2 separate regions of the Ctenopharyngodon idella genome follow, and region 1 is linked to region 2. The links are chromatin contacts, called in public Hi-C maps. All regions are on one chromosome and are shown on one strand. The core of a region is the stretch at or near the end of the contact, and the rest is flanking DNA. Distances in the headings are between cores, read along the strand shown. Region 1 holds the start of gpr143 (G protein-coupled receptor 143). Region 2 holds the start of ofd1 (OFD1 centriole and centriolar satellite protein).

Region 1 (6,845 bases), core at 100-2,599, 160 kb before region 2:
AAAACAACCCAATCGCTGTTAAAACAACCCAATCGCTGGGTTAAAACAACCCAATCGCTGTTAAAACAACCCAATCGCTGGGTTAAAACAACCCAATCGCTGGGTTAAAACAACCCAATTGCTGTTAAAACAACCCAATGCTGGGTTAAACAACCCAATTGCTGTTAAAACAACCCAATCACTGTTAAAACAACCCAATCGCTGGGTTAAAACAACCCAATCGCTGTTAAAACAACCCATTTGATGGATTAAAACAACCCAATCGCAGGGTTAAAACAACCCAATCACTGGGTTAAAACAACCCATTTGCTGGATTAAAACAACCCAATTGCTGTTAAAACAACCCAATCGCTGGGTTAAAACAACCCATTTGCTGTTAAAACAACCCAATGCTGGGTTAAACAACCCAATTGCTGTTAAAACAACCCAATTGCTGTTAAAACAACCCAATCGCTGGGTTAAAACAACCCAATTGCTGTTAAAACAACCCAATGCTGGGTTAAACAACCCAATTGCTGTTAAAACAACCCAATCGCTGGGTTAAAACAACCCAATCACTGTTAAAACAACCCAATCGCTGGGTTAAAACAACCCATTTGCTGGATTAAAACAACCCAATTGCTGTTAAAACAACCCAATCGCTGGGTTAAAACAACCCAATCGCTGTTAAAACAACCCATTTGATGGATTAAAACAACCCAATCGCTGGGTTTGTCCATTTTCAATCCAACTTGGGTTGCTGTAGAAAGAAATTAATCATTCACTTCTCTTTAATAAAGCATAAACAAGAAACAAAGGTGCATAACTGTAAATAAAACTGTAAATATTCCACTTAAAACATTATTATGAACATATAGAATGATGCATTATTTGATGCAAATCAGCTTTATGGCAAGATCCAGTTTATAAATATTTAAACAGATTATTTGTCTGATTGAGTGTTTAAAATCTTATAAAAAAGAAGGAGCTTATGAAACAGACAGACTGACCCAGATCTCGTTCGTGTGTGTGTGTGTGTGTGTGTGTGTGTGTGTGTGTGTGTGTGTGTGTTTACCTGAACATCCTAAGATATCACACACGCTGATGATGAAGAGTATCCGGAGGGAAGAGGCCGGTTTGGGATGAGGATGCTGTCCCAGCCGCCTGTATCCCCTCCGCTTGGGTAAGATCTGGATGAGGGAGAAGATGAAGCTGACGCTCGCGCTGCAGACGCAGATCGCGCTGAAGAACAGCGGCTGGAAGCTGACCACGAACTCGGTGGCGGGATCGCGGTTCGGGCAGCAGAAGGTCTCGAGCCGCGGAGAGGCCATGGTGACGGAGGAGGAGAAGAAGAAGAAGAGGAAACTCATTCATCTCGCTGGCCCTGAGCTGCGAGTGAAATCACGAGCTCCATCATCATGTGCTTCGGTTTAATCTGACTGAACAACAGCTCGAGAATGTGCTGCTCAAACTCTGCCCTCATGTCTCTGTGCTTTCATGACTCCGTCATAACTTCTTACAGTATAAATCATATTACTGCGTTTCTTTTACCAGTCCTGAGTGAGTTAGTGCTTTAATAAAACATACAAAAAGAAAGAAATGTTTAATTAACAGTCATAGTTTTGCTGTAGAGAGAACATCAGGTCATCGATCCGCTCCAGGATTTCTTCAGCTCCTCAAACAGCTGAAGCTCATCAGACTCTGATTCTCAGGCTGGAGTTAACATGGCCTCTGCAGAAGAAAAGAATGAAACACAGAAAACAAAGTGTTTATTGTAAATTTCCTGGCATTTCCTTCGGCGCAGTAAATGAAAAACACATTTCCAGACTGAGTTTGTGTTTGTCCTGCTGATCAACAGTGAGTGAAACAAACTGATCCGAGCTTCAGAAACAACTGATCAATCTGTGTGTGTGTGTGTGTGTGTGTGAGTGAGTTTGTGTGATTGTCAGTGTGTGTGAGAGAGTTTGAGTGTGTATGATTGTAATTGTGTGTGTGTGTGTGTGTGTGTGTGTGAGAGAGAGAGATTTTGTGTCTGCAATTGCGTAAGTGTGTGTAATTGTGTGAGTGTGTCTGTGAGTTTGTGTGTGTGTGAGTGTGTGAGTGTGTGTCTGGGATTTATGTGAGTGTAATTGTGTGTTATTGTGATTTTTTTGTGTGTGATTGTGTTGGTGGGTGTGTGTGTGTGTGTGTGTGTGTGTGTGTGTGTGTGATTGTGTTTAATTGTGTGAATTTGTGTGTGTGTGTGTGTGTTTGATTTTTTTGTGAGTGTAATTGTGTGTGTGTGAGTGTGTGTGTGTCTGAGTTTGTGTATGATTGTGATTTTTGTGATTGTGTAATTGCGTGAGTGTGTGTGTGTGTGTGTGTGTGTGTGTGTGATTGTGACTTTGTGTGTGTGTGTGTGTGTGTGATTGTGACTTTGTGTGTGTGTGTGTGTGTGTGATTGTGACTTTGTGTGTGTGTGTGTGTGTGTGATTGTGACTTGTGTGTGTGTGTGTGTGTGTGTGTGATTGTGACTGTGTGAGTGTGTGTGTGTGATTGTGACTTTGTGTGTGTGTGTGTGCGTGTGTGTGTGCTTGTGATTTTGTGTGAGTGTGTGTGTGTGTGTCTGAGTTTGTGTATGATTGTGATTTTGTGTGTGTGATTTTTGTGAGTGTGTAATTGCGTGCGTGTGTGTGTGTGATTGTGACTTTGTGTGTGTGTGTGTGTGTGTGTGTGTGTGTCTGAGTTTGTGTGTGATTGTGATTTTGTGTTAGTGTGTGTGTATGATAGTGATTTTGTGTGTGTGATTTTTGTGAGTGTGTAATTGCGTGTGTGAAAAGACATTAAATTGATCAAAAGTGACAGTAAAGACATTTATAATGTTACAAAAGATTCTATTTCAAATAAATGCTGAACTTTCTATTCATCAAAGAATCCTGAAAAATAAAATGTATTTCGGTTTCCACAAAAATCTGAACTGTTTTCAACATTGATAATAATCATAAATGTTTCTTGATCATCAAATCATCATATCAGAATGATTTCTGAAGGATCATGTGACACTGAAGACTGGAGTAATGATGCTGAAAATTCAGCTTTGATCACAGGAATAAATTACACTTTACTATATATTCACATAGAAAACAGCTGATTTACATTGGAATAATATTTCACTATTTTTACTGTATTTTTGCCTTTCAGAGACTCTTTCAAAAACATTTTAAAAAATCTTCATTATTCCAAACTTTTCACTGCTAGTGTTTATATAGAGATTTTATAGCATTTCAGATGGATTTTAAATGTTTTTTTTTGTTGTTTTTTTCCCCACAGATCTGAATATCTGGTCACATGACTCCCCTGTTCTCTTCCACTTCCTGTCAGCTCGTCTGTAGGTGAGTGTTGAGTCTCACTAGAGTCTCTCAGAAACTCATGTTTTCTCATAAAGGGTCAGAAAACGCACTTTAAATGATGTTCAAGTGTCACAGTTTCAGCGCTCATAAACCTGTGCAACAAACAAAAAGCCACAGTTTTACAGGTTTAATAAATCATATATATACACAGACACACAAATGTCATTAAAACTAGTTGTTTTAATACAAACAAACTGTCAAATTATCTGACTCAGGCTTGACAGAAATGTCACTATTATTTATTAATATTTTGAATGAGCTTTTTTTTGGTTTGTTTAATTTGATGTCTTCAGCTTTCATTTTAGCTCAAATAGTTGTATTTTGTTTTTATTATTATTATTATTATTTTTATTTTTTTTTATAGTTTTACTAATATTAGCATTTAAATTTATTCTTTTCAGTTTTAGTTTTTCATCTAATATTTATATGCCAAACATGAGAAACAGACGCACAGTCAGTCTGGCGTCACTAGAGGGCGCTGTAACACTGTATCACTGGTACAGTCATGTTTACCATTATTATAAACATGATTATTTTCATATTATACATTCATTGTTGTTATTTTAGTACCATTAAGATACTATTATAGTTTTTAATATTTTGAATTATTTTTTATTTTTATATTTTCTGCTTTCACGTTTTGTGATTTTTGTCATTTAATGTCTGTAATATTGCCTTGGCAACCAGCTGAAGTGAAACTTTTAGGTTTTTTATTTCAAGTTTAATTGTTTGATCTTTGAAGCAGCTGAAGTGTGTGATGCTCCTCTTCACCAGCAGGAGTCGCTGTAACACAACACAAATCACACCTCAATACACAATCTCTGATCTTTAATGACTGCAAACATCTGTATGATTACAAACACGTGTTAGTTTTCAAAAAAATCAGGGTTGTTATTAAATAAATGTATTATTTCTGTAAATTCTGACTGCATTTTATTAGCAGGTTCAGTTCCCCATTATAATAAACTAATATTAAAACAATAAAAACACACTTTTGTTACTTGAAATGAACTTTAACTGAAATAAAATAAAAAAATGTTTGTTACTTCAAATAAAATACATTTTAACTGACATAAAACATAAAAATACATATAAAAAATAAAAAATTGCCAAGGCAACATTCTTCATTTTCATTTAGTTTAACTTGATGTACTAAAATGACTAAAAATGAAATAAATTATAGCAATATTTAAAAATAAAAACTAATAAAATATCAAAAGCGCATAACTTAATTACTAAAACTAATATGAAATCTAAAAAAAAAATTAATACTATAATGAATCTAAAATAAAAACTGCTGTCAACATTTTGCAAAAGCAGTAAGCCATTAGAGCCGCAAACAAATTGATAACTATATAAACACATTTAAAAAAACAAAACAAACAAACTAATAACTAATTACTAAAGCTTTAAAATGAAAACATAAATAATAAAAACAAATTTAAATATCAGCTTTTGCCATTTAATTCTAGCTTCATGCTTTCGTTTGATGATCGTGTTATTTCTGTGCGTCAGCAATGCTTCAATCACTTGTTTCTGCTTCTTCTTCATCTGTGTTTTGATCTGGAGATTCTGTACTCTTTCAGAAGATGTGTAACAGCGCCCCCTACTGTATATCAGTGGAAACATGAATTGCCAGGAAAATTCCGTCAACGGCGGAGAAAAAGTTTAATTAATATCTGAAACAACACTTGTTCCCAGCAGAACTTTAGCTTTCACCTTCAAATGAAAGTGTAAATGAAGCTGTGCTGGTGTTTATTGGAGTGGCACATCATAAAACAAATGAGGAAAGTTCATCTGGGGGTTAAAGAGAGAGTGATCCGTCACCAGGGCAACAGCATCATCACAGAGCTGCTAATATGAGCCGAAGCGTCTCGTCTGATGCCGATATTGACGTCCATCAGCAGGTCAGCGAGGGTCGAGTCGTGATTCCTGATGCAGGAGTCTCCGTCATTAACTCTCCATTGATCCGACAGCTTCATCTGAGCTTGTTTTCAGTTCAGACTGGAGAGAGACCCGAACAACACGCCGCCGGCTGATCAGAGCTGAAGCAGTTTAATCAGAACAGCAGGACTGGAGCTGTAATTAGTGCGAGGAAATCAAGAGGCTGTTGTGAAGATCGTTATAAAACTGATTGTTGTGCGTCTGTCTTCTGATTGGACAGTGCAGCGATTCCAGCGGGGAAACGGAGGGACGACAAAATAATGTTGTAATCAACACTTGTTTAACATTTCTGTTACGAAGTTTCAGTTTGATAAAACAGATGGAGGCAAAAAAAAAAAAAAAAATCAAGCAAAACAATATTTTTCTTAATCAAAGAATTTGTTTCTGGTTACTTTGTTATTTGTTAAATATTAACCCTGTAAAGGCATGAAATAATAGTCTGATATACACACATATATATCTCTATTATTTATATACACACATTTTTAACCTTAGATTTGTGCACGAGCTGCTCAAACTTGACCTCTGTCACACTGAACTCTGACCTTTTGACCCCAAACACTGCAGTGTCCGCTCTCTTCAGCTCACTGTACTGCACAGTTGGGTTAAATGTTTGACCCAACCTGCTGGGTAGTTTTATTTAACTCAACTATTGTTTAAAATGACTGTATGTCTGGCCTAAAATGAACCCAAAATATGTTGGAAATTAAAAATCAGACACAGAATTACTAGAGGAAACAATAATAATCAAAAGGTGAACATTTATTAATAAGCAATTTAATAAATGTTTATTGTTTAATTATTATTCATTAAACGTATTAATAAATGTTCATTTTCAACATATTTTGGGTTCATTTTAGGCAAGCAATTTTTAAACAATAGTTGAGTTAAATAAAACTACCCAGCAGGTTGGGCAAATCACTGGGTTAAAACGACCCAATCACTGTGTTTAAAATGACCCATTCGCCAGGTTAAAATGACCCATCCGCTGGGTTAAAATGACCCAATCACTGTGTTTAAAATGACCCATTCGCCGGGTTAAAATGACCCATCCGCTGGGTTAAAATGACCCAATCACTGTGTTTAAAATGACCCATTCGCCGGGTTAAAATGACCCATTCGCTGGGTTAAAACGACCCAATCAATCGCTGGGTTAAAACAAGCTTAGGCAAGCAATTTTTAAACAATAGTTGAGTCAAATAAAACTACCCAGCAGGTTTGTTCAAATCACTGGGTTAAAACAACCCATTCGCTGGGTTAAAATGACCCAATCAATCGCTGGGTTAAAATTACCCAATCACTGTTTAAAACGACCCAATCGCTGGGTTAAAACGACCTAATCAATTGCTGGATTAAAACAACCCAATCACTGTGTTTAAAACGACCCAATTGCGGTCCATTTGTCCAATTTCAACCCAATTTGTTTTTAACTCAGCATTTTTAGAGTGTAGGTTATTAATTAAAACAATTGAATAACTACTGAAAAGATAGTATGTGGTGACACTTTTCTTTCAAAACAAACTCTCAATTTCT
Region 2 (6,642 bases), core at 3,430-5,929:
TTTGTATTATCTTCCTTATTTTGTTAAAATTATTCACATTTTCACAGATTCTGCAAGTGGTTCACATACTTTTTCTTGCAACTGTACTCAGTGACTGACAATCTTTGTCATGAAATACACTTGTTTGAGCTTGAATATCATTTTGCATGTAGCATGTAGACTTTAATAGCCACTATGAGAGCAACAACGGATCATTTAAATTAAAGGAAACAAATGTTCAAACTGTAAGCAATAAATACTTTTCATTGTTCCCTCTCTATGACCTCAACTATTAGCTGCAAAATACCAGAAATATAGAAACCATTTCAAAAATAGAATCGTTTGTCGTGTCGCGGCTGGTTAGGACAGTTTTTGAAGTGGTCATTTTGTAGCCAAAGCTCTTGAAATGTACATTTTCCTGGCATGTTTGCCTTAGTTAACAGGTACAGGTGACTGTGTTTGACTTAAGTTGACGAGCGGGAAGGGAACAAAACGCCGATGAAAAATAGCCTAACTATAACAATATGCAAAATGCGTGACAACACGATAAAAAAAATGGTATAAAACTTAAGTTAGCTCAATTTTTTTTAGTTTTTCCTCTAATATTTTAGATTTTAATAACTTTATAGCAGCTTTATTTCAAATACCAACTTTTTTTAATAGCTTTAGTTTTGTTATTTTTGTTGGTTAAAATAACTCGTTTTACTCACTTGTCGAAGGCCTCGGTCCTCTGTTTCAGCTCCGTCTCTCTGCTCCGCACACACTCGATCTCTTTCAGCACAGCTTGTCTTTGAGCATAAATCTCTTTTTCCTCAATCTGAATTTAGTCCAAACGGAGAGCACTGAAGGTTTAACAGCTGCTTTGTATTTTGTATGTCTTGATGACATTAGTCTGATGACAGACTGTACCTCCTGATGTTTCTGTAATCGCTCGATGGCGTTTTTCTCTCGGCTCGTCAGAGCCTCTGACTTCAGCTCATAAGTTCTCTCCAGGTCTCGTCTCAGCTCCAGAATCTCTCTCCGCGAGGCCTCTTTCTCCTCCCTCTTCACCTTCGTGATCTCCACATCCATGAAGTGCTGCAGCTGCACGAAGACAGTAAAAAGTTGTTTAACCTCCTGCAACTACTAACTACAGCAAAAGCGGTGGAGGTAAAGACTCGCGGGCGTCAGACCTTTGCTTCCAGCTCGACCTGCGCCTGCTCCTGGATCTCCTTCCTGTACTCCGCAAGCTTCGCCTCCACTGACGCCCAGCGGTCTCCTCTGTGCCGAAGCACTTCATACTCCTCGTCAATCAGCTGCATCTTCTCAACTTAAAAAGATGAAAGTGCTCATTTATAACACGGAAGAGCCAATAGACAGACAGATGAAAGCGGAGACTTACCAAGAGATTCTTTCTGCGCTGATATAGAGGTGGTTTGTGTAGACGTGTCACAGCGGTCTCTGTGAACGTGATGGTCTGTGAGCTCCATGAAGAGGCTCATCAGGAAACCTGAAGGGTAAAATAACATTCATCATGCTGTCGCAGCAACAAACGCCTCAGTCAAACGCTATCCACAACCGATTTACTCCAGTTCTCATGATTTACAGAAGGGAGACCGGATATTCAACAAGAAAAACATTTAGGATGGGATTTTCATACCAAAAAGGAATCAGTAATAGTGTATATCTTACCTGTCTGTCCTTTCTGTATATCTGATACCTGCCCGAACGTGAAAGAAGAAGAAATTAATTACGCCAAAACAACTAATCGAATGGTATTTAAGCATAAACTGTATTACCAGAGCTTTGTATAAGGGCATGTGAGGACTGATCTTCATGAGCTGCAGAAGGTCTCTGGTTGATAACACCTTGAAATCAAACAAAAACAAGATATTATCATACTATAACACCTGGTGTTGGTTTAAAGGGGTCAAATCATACTTTTTAGGGGTTCAAGCGCTGAAACTCTCTTGTAATTGTTAAATTTCCAAGGATCATCATTCTCTCCTAAAAGTGATCAGGCAAACCAAACCGTAAGAAACTGGAAACTTTGAGGGCTGTTAGTACCCACACCGTCTACAACGTCACCAAGGCTCGCCCCGATCGGCCTGACGGGGGCGCTACAGCGGTCAAAAGATTGAAATCGCTTATAACCCTTCGCTCGTCGTTCTGTGAAATTTTCAGGTATTTTGGATTTTTTGAAAAACCTACTTTTGCGAACTAGTCTTAGTTTTTTGGCCTGATCGTAACCAAACCAGTGCAGCGAGATTCTCCGGAGTCTGATTGTCAATAATAATAATAAAAAAGTTGAAATTTCGATTCACGGTCTCTAAGGGCCGCCAAAACGGAGCCACTTTTACTAAAATGGCTATAACTGGTGAACGGAATGAGATAGTTTCACCAAATTTGGCACACCTGTGTAAGAGCTCATTGTGTGGTCGTGTGAAAAAGGACGTGGTGGCTGGCCACTTGGTGGCGCTATAACAGGAAAAAAATATGAAAACGGCTATAACTGCTTCACCGTTAGTCTGATCGACTTGAAAATTGGCATGCAGTGTCTTTGTCCGAGGTGTCATGACTGTGTATGAGGACATTGACGTATCTCAAAAAACATGTCTGCCATCGGCCAGTGAAGTTTGAGCAGCTATCAGACAAGGTAAACGGAGGCCGATCGAAACGAAACTCTCTGGGCCTGTTTGACTCACGGCCCTAGAGGCCTGTTAGAAATTCGAAAGAAATCGGCCAACAGGGGGCACCTTCATGTTTTTCACGAGTGTAAAAGAGGGCCAAAGACGGAGCCCTGAGGAACACCAGTACTGATGTACGAAGGCTCACACACGCCCACGACATTCATACCACATGGTAGAACTCCTCATTCTGAGCAACTTTGCCTCTAGGACCACCGCTGTCCATCGAATCGTTCGTTAAATATTGGAGATTATTTCAAAAACCAACTTTGGCGAACTAGTCCTAGATTTTTGGCTCAACCTCGATAACTGTTAAAAAGCTTTAAAAACCATATATTTCCTATGGTAAATTGCCTGTATTGGCTGTAAATGGTCTTTTCCATCTTTGATTGAGATTAAAGGTTTGCTAATTAAAATACCTTTTTATGAATGTGCTTAAAGGTCCCAGCTATACAGCTATATTTATATTTTGGATTTCACTGAGGTCCACTCATGTCTACTAAAAAACTAGTTCTTCATGAAGATTTTCCTTCAATAACAGCCTCTTTTGTAAAGCTGCATCACATTGTGACAAATGCATGAAACAGAACTGCAAAACCATGCAATAATGAGTGTGAAGTCACGTAACATCACCTTGTCTTTGCTCATCCCACATTCGGGGTAGAAGACAGACAGCGTGTACTCGTATCCGACGCTCCGCAGGTGATCTATGATCACACTGTTGCACGCGGTCACTAACACAGAGTGAGCGTGAGCCGCGGCGCGTCTGGGAACGGCTTCTCCTCTCCGCACCGGCTGCTGCAGCTCCTGGATCAGCTGATTACGGAGCTGCGTCTGGAAGATGTAAACAGCTTTATGAATCTTTTGATTCGAATCAGTGTATCAAACTGCCAAAGTCACGCCCCCCAGTGGCAAACCATTGAAATTTCGAAACATTTTGAAACACTCATGACGTAACGAAGCCTTGTTTACTGAAATCACGTGACTTTGACAGTTTGATACACGCTCCGAACCACTGATTTGAAACAAAAGCTTCATGAAGCAGTGTTTTGAAATCGCCCATCACTAGATATTGTTGAATAAAGTCACACAAAAAGTATTCTCGTCACTTCATAACATTAAGGTTGAACCACTGTAGTCACATGAACTGTTTTAAATACATCTTTCTGGGCATTGAAAGTGTTAATTATCTTGCTGTCAATAGAGACCTCGGATTTCATCAAAAATATCTTAATTTGTGTTTTGAAGATGAACAAAGGTCTTACGGGTGTGGAACGACATGAGGGTTAATAATAATTGACAGAAATTTCATTTTTGGTTGAACTAACCCTTTAACTTTGAAATCAGTATGATGAACTTTATGACTTTTACAAAGAAAGATTGGATTTAAAATACAACAAATCTCATAAATTACACTTGAAATATTGTTAAAATTGTAATTGTTATTGATTTATTTTTTTAAATAGCAAAAAATATATTTACAAGGTAGATCTTAATAGGTCAATATAACTTATTATTGTGTTTCGGTAGTGACAAATTTGGGGTGACAAATGAAAAATATTCCAAAACTTTCTGAAAATACAATATGAGAATTAACTGTACAATTACTAGAAATGTGTATCTTGGATATTATACAATTTGCAGATAATAGATAGATAGATAGATAGATATAGATAGATAGATAGGGCTTGAAAACTGTAAGTTACATAAGTTTAAAGACAAGTCTGCACAAAAACACTATGCTAATTTATCAAGATAATATTAACAGCTGACTGTGAGGAAACACACACACCTTCAGAGTGTCCAGAACCCCGCGACTCTTGAAGGTCTGATAGAGTTTCTGTCGCATCTCATCCGGGGACAAACTCTCCTCTTTACTCACAGACATGATCACTGAACTCTACATACACGATCATTCATGCTAATCGATAAACATTCGCAGAATCGATCAATCATCGATGATACACCACAGTCGGTCCCTTAGCGACGGGTGAAGCAGCTCCTTTAAAATCTCTAACTGACAACAAACTGTTGTATATCCGGTTTCGTCGTTGTGACGTACGACGCTTTCAGTCCTCTCATTGGCTGTTTGTGTCAGCTGGGCGGAAACGGGAACTCTGTCCACAATACGCGTATGATCCTCATCGGCTGTCGTTATTCTTCATGTGATTTATATAATTAGTTATTTATTTAAAGGAGGTGTGTTGATAGAATGTGTCATTTGTAAAGAAAGCCAAACTAACGTTATCATTCCTGTGGTAAGATGTGTTTTTGTGCACATTCATCAGTGTTTACATGTCCAGTAATGTCAATAACTGACTGTCGATTTCATGTTTACAGCTCTAAACACTGACGATTCACAATGTCGGGGAGTTTTTATTTCGTTATGGTGGGTCATCATGATAACCCAGTGTTTGAGATGGAGTTCCTCCCTCCTGGAAAGGCGGAATCAAAGGTGGGCATGATGATGTCAGTGATTCCTGACAACATGGTAAAATAGTCATCATGATGTAATGATGTCAATGATACCTGACAGCAGGATCTGGTTTCTGTCCATATCATAGTGTTGAGACTGCATTAGCTAAGATTTCGTATGACTTATTGTCGGCTGCTGATTCGGGACTTCTATCTGTACTAATTTTGCTTCATTTGATACTTGCACAGCATTCTGTTAGACAGATTAGAGTCTCTTGGTTTAGATCTTATTTTATGGGTCATACTTAATTTGTACAGCTGAAGCAGTTTAGATCAAATCCTTCATACAGTACATCAGTACTGGTGTTCCTCAGGGCTCCGTCTTGGGCCCTCTCTTGTTTTTTGCATTTTTGTTATCATAGTGTTGAAACTGCATTATCTAAGATTTCTAATGACTTATTGTCAGCTGCTGATTCGGGACTTTGATCTATAATAATTTTGCTCGATTTGCATTTGATACTATCTTACACAGAATTCTGTTAGACAGATTGGAGTCCCTTGACTTTGTTTAGATCTTATTTTACTGGTTGTACTCAATTTGTACAGCTGATGCAGTTTCGATTAAAGCCTTCGTACGCCAATACTGGTGTTCCTCAGGGCTCCGTCTTTGGCCCTCTCTTATTTATCCCGTTTTATACACTTTTGTTTTTTGCATTTTTTGTTATCATAGTGTTGAAACTGCATTATCTAAGATTTCTAATGACTTATTGTCAGCTGCTGATTCGGGACTTCGATTATTAACCTTTATTTATTAACCTTTATTTAACCAGGTGAGTCAATTGAGAACCAGTTCTCATTTACAATGACGACCTGGCCAAGAGGCAGCATAAAAAGCCAGTACAATACAAAAAAAAAAAAAAAAAAAAACATAATAAAGATACAAATAACACAACTATAAACAGTGACATGTAAAACAAACAAATAACTAAAAACAAGTACAATGATCCTGAATTATTGACTGAACTGATAATAATTTTGCCCAATTTGAGTGCAGCATTTGATATTATCTTGCACAGCATTCTGTTAGACATATTGGAGTCCCTTGACTTGGTTTAGATCTTATTTTATGGATCGTACTCAATTTGTACAGCTGAAGCAGTTTAGATCAAAGACTTCGCACATTACTACTGGTGTTCCTCAGGGCTCCGTCTTGGGCCCTCTCTTATTTATTATTTATCTTTTACCTCTTTTTATATACACATACTCTTTTGTTTTTTGCATTTTTGTTATCATAGTGTTGAAACTGCATTATCTAAGATTTCTAATGACTTATTGTCAGCTGCTGATTCGGGACTTTGATCTATAATAATTTTGCTCGATTTGCATTTGATACTATCTTACACAGAATTCTGTTAGACAGATTGGAGTCCCTTGACTTTGTTTAGATCTTATTTTATTGGTTGTACTCAATTTGTACAGCTGAAGCAGTTTCAATTAAAGCCTTCGTAAGTCAATACTGGTGTTCCTCAGGGCTCCGTCTTTGGCCCTCTCTTATTTATCCCGTTTTATACACTTTTGTTTT

Evidence for each region. Hi-C and Micro-C count contacts between places; a contact is called where the count stands out from the background.
Region 1: a contact with region 2 is called in a Hi-C map of muscle, with 4 times the contacts expected there. The contact joins the promoter of gpr143 here to the promoter of ofd1 in region 2. A contact is called at or near these places in 2 of 2 Hi-C or Micro-C datasets (both in muscle).

Annotation. Positions count from the first base shown.
Region 1 is chr9:896,916-903,760 of HZGC01, reverse strand. gpr143 (G protein-coupled receptor 143) reads right to left here and starts at 1,349. Exons shown (of 9, transcript XM_051906129.1): 1 at 1,055-1,349. The coding sequence starts at 1,349. fancb (FA complementation group B) reads left to right here and starts at 1,689. Exons shown (of 11, transcript XM_051906140.1): 1 at 1,689-1,836; 2 at 3,289-3,350.
Region 2 is chr9:743,619-750,260 of HZGC01, reverse strand. It overlaps ofd1 (OFD1 centriole and centriolar satellite protein), which reads right to left and starts at 4,679. Exons shown (of 22, transcript XM_051906122.1): 1 at 4,438-4,679; 2 at 3,279-3,479; 3 at 1,758-1,826; 4 at 1,651-1,678; 5 at 1,361-1,468; 6 at 1,152-1,288; 7 at 889-1,062; 8 at 690-796. The coding sequence starts at 4,533. It overlaps trappc2 (trafficking protein particle complex subunit 2), which reads left to right and starts at 4,735. Exons shown (of 5, transcript XM_051906138.1): 1 at 4,735-4,903; 2 at 4,986-5,100. The coding sequence starts at 5,008.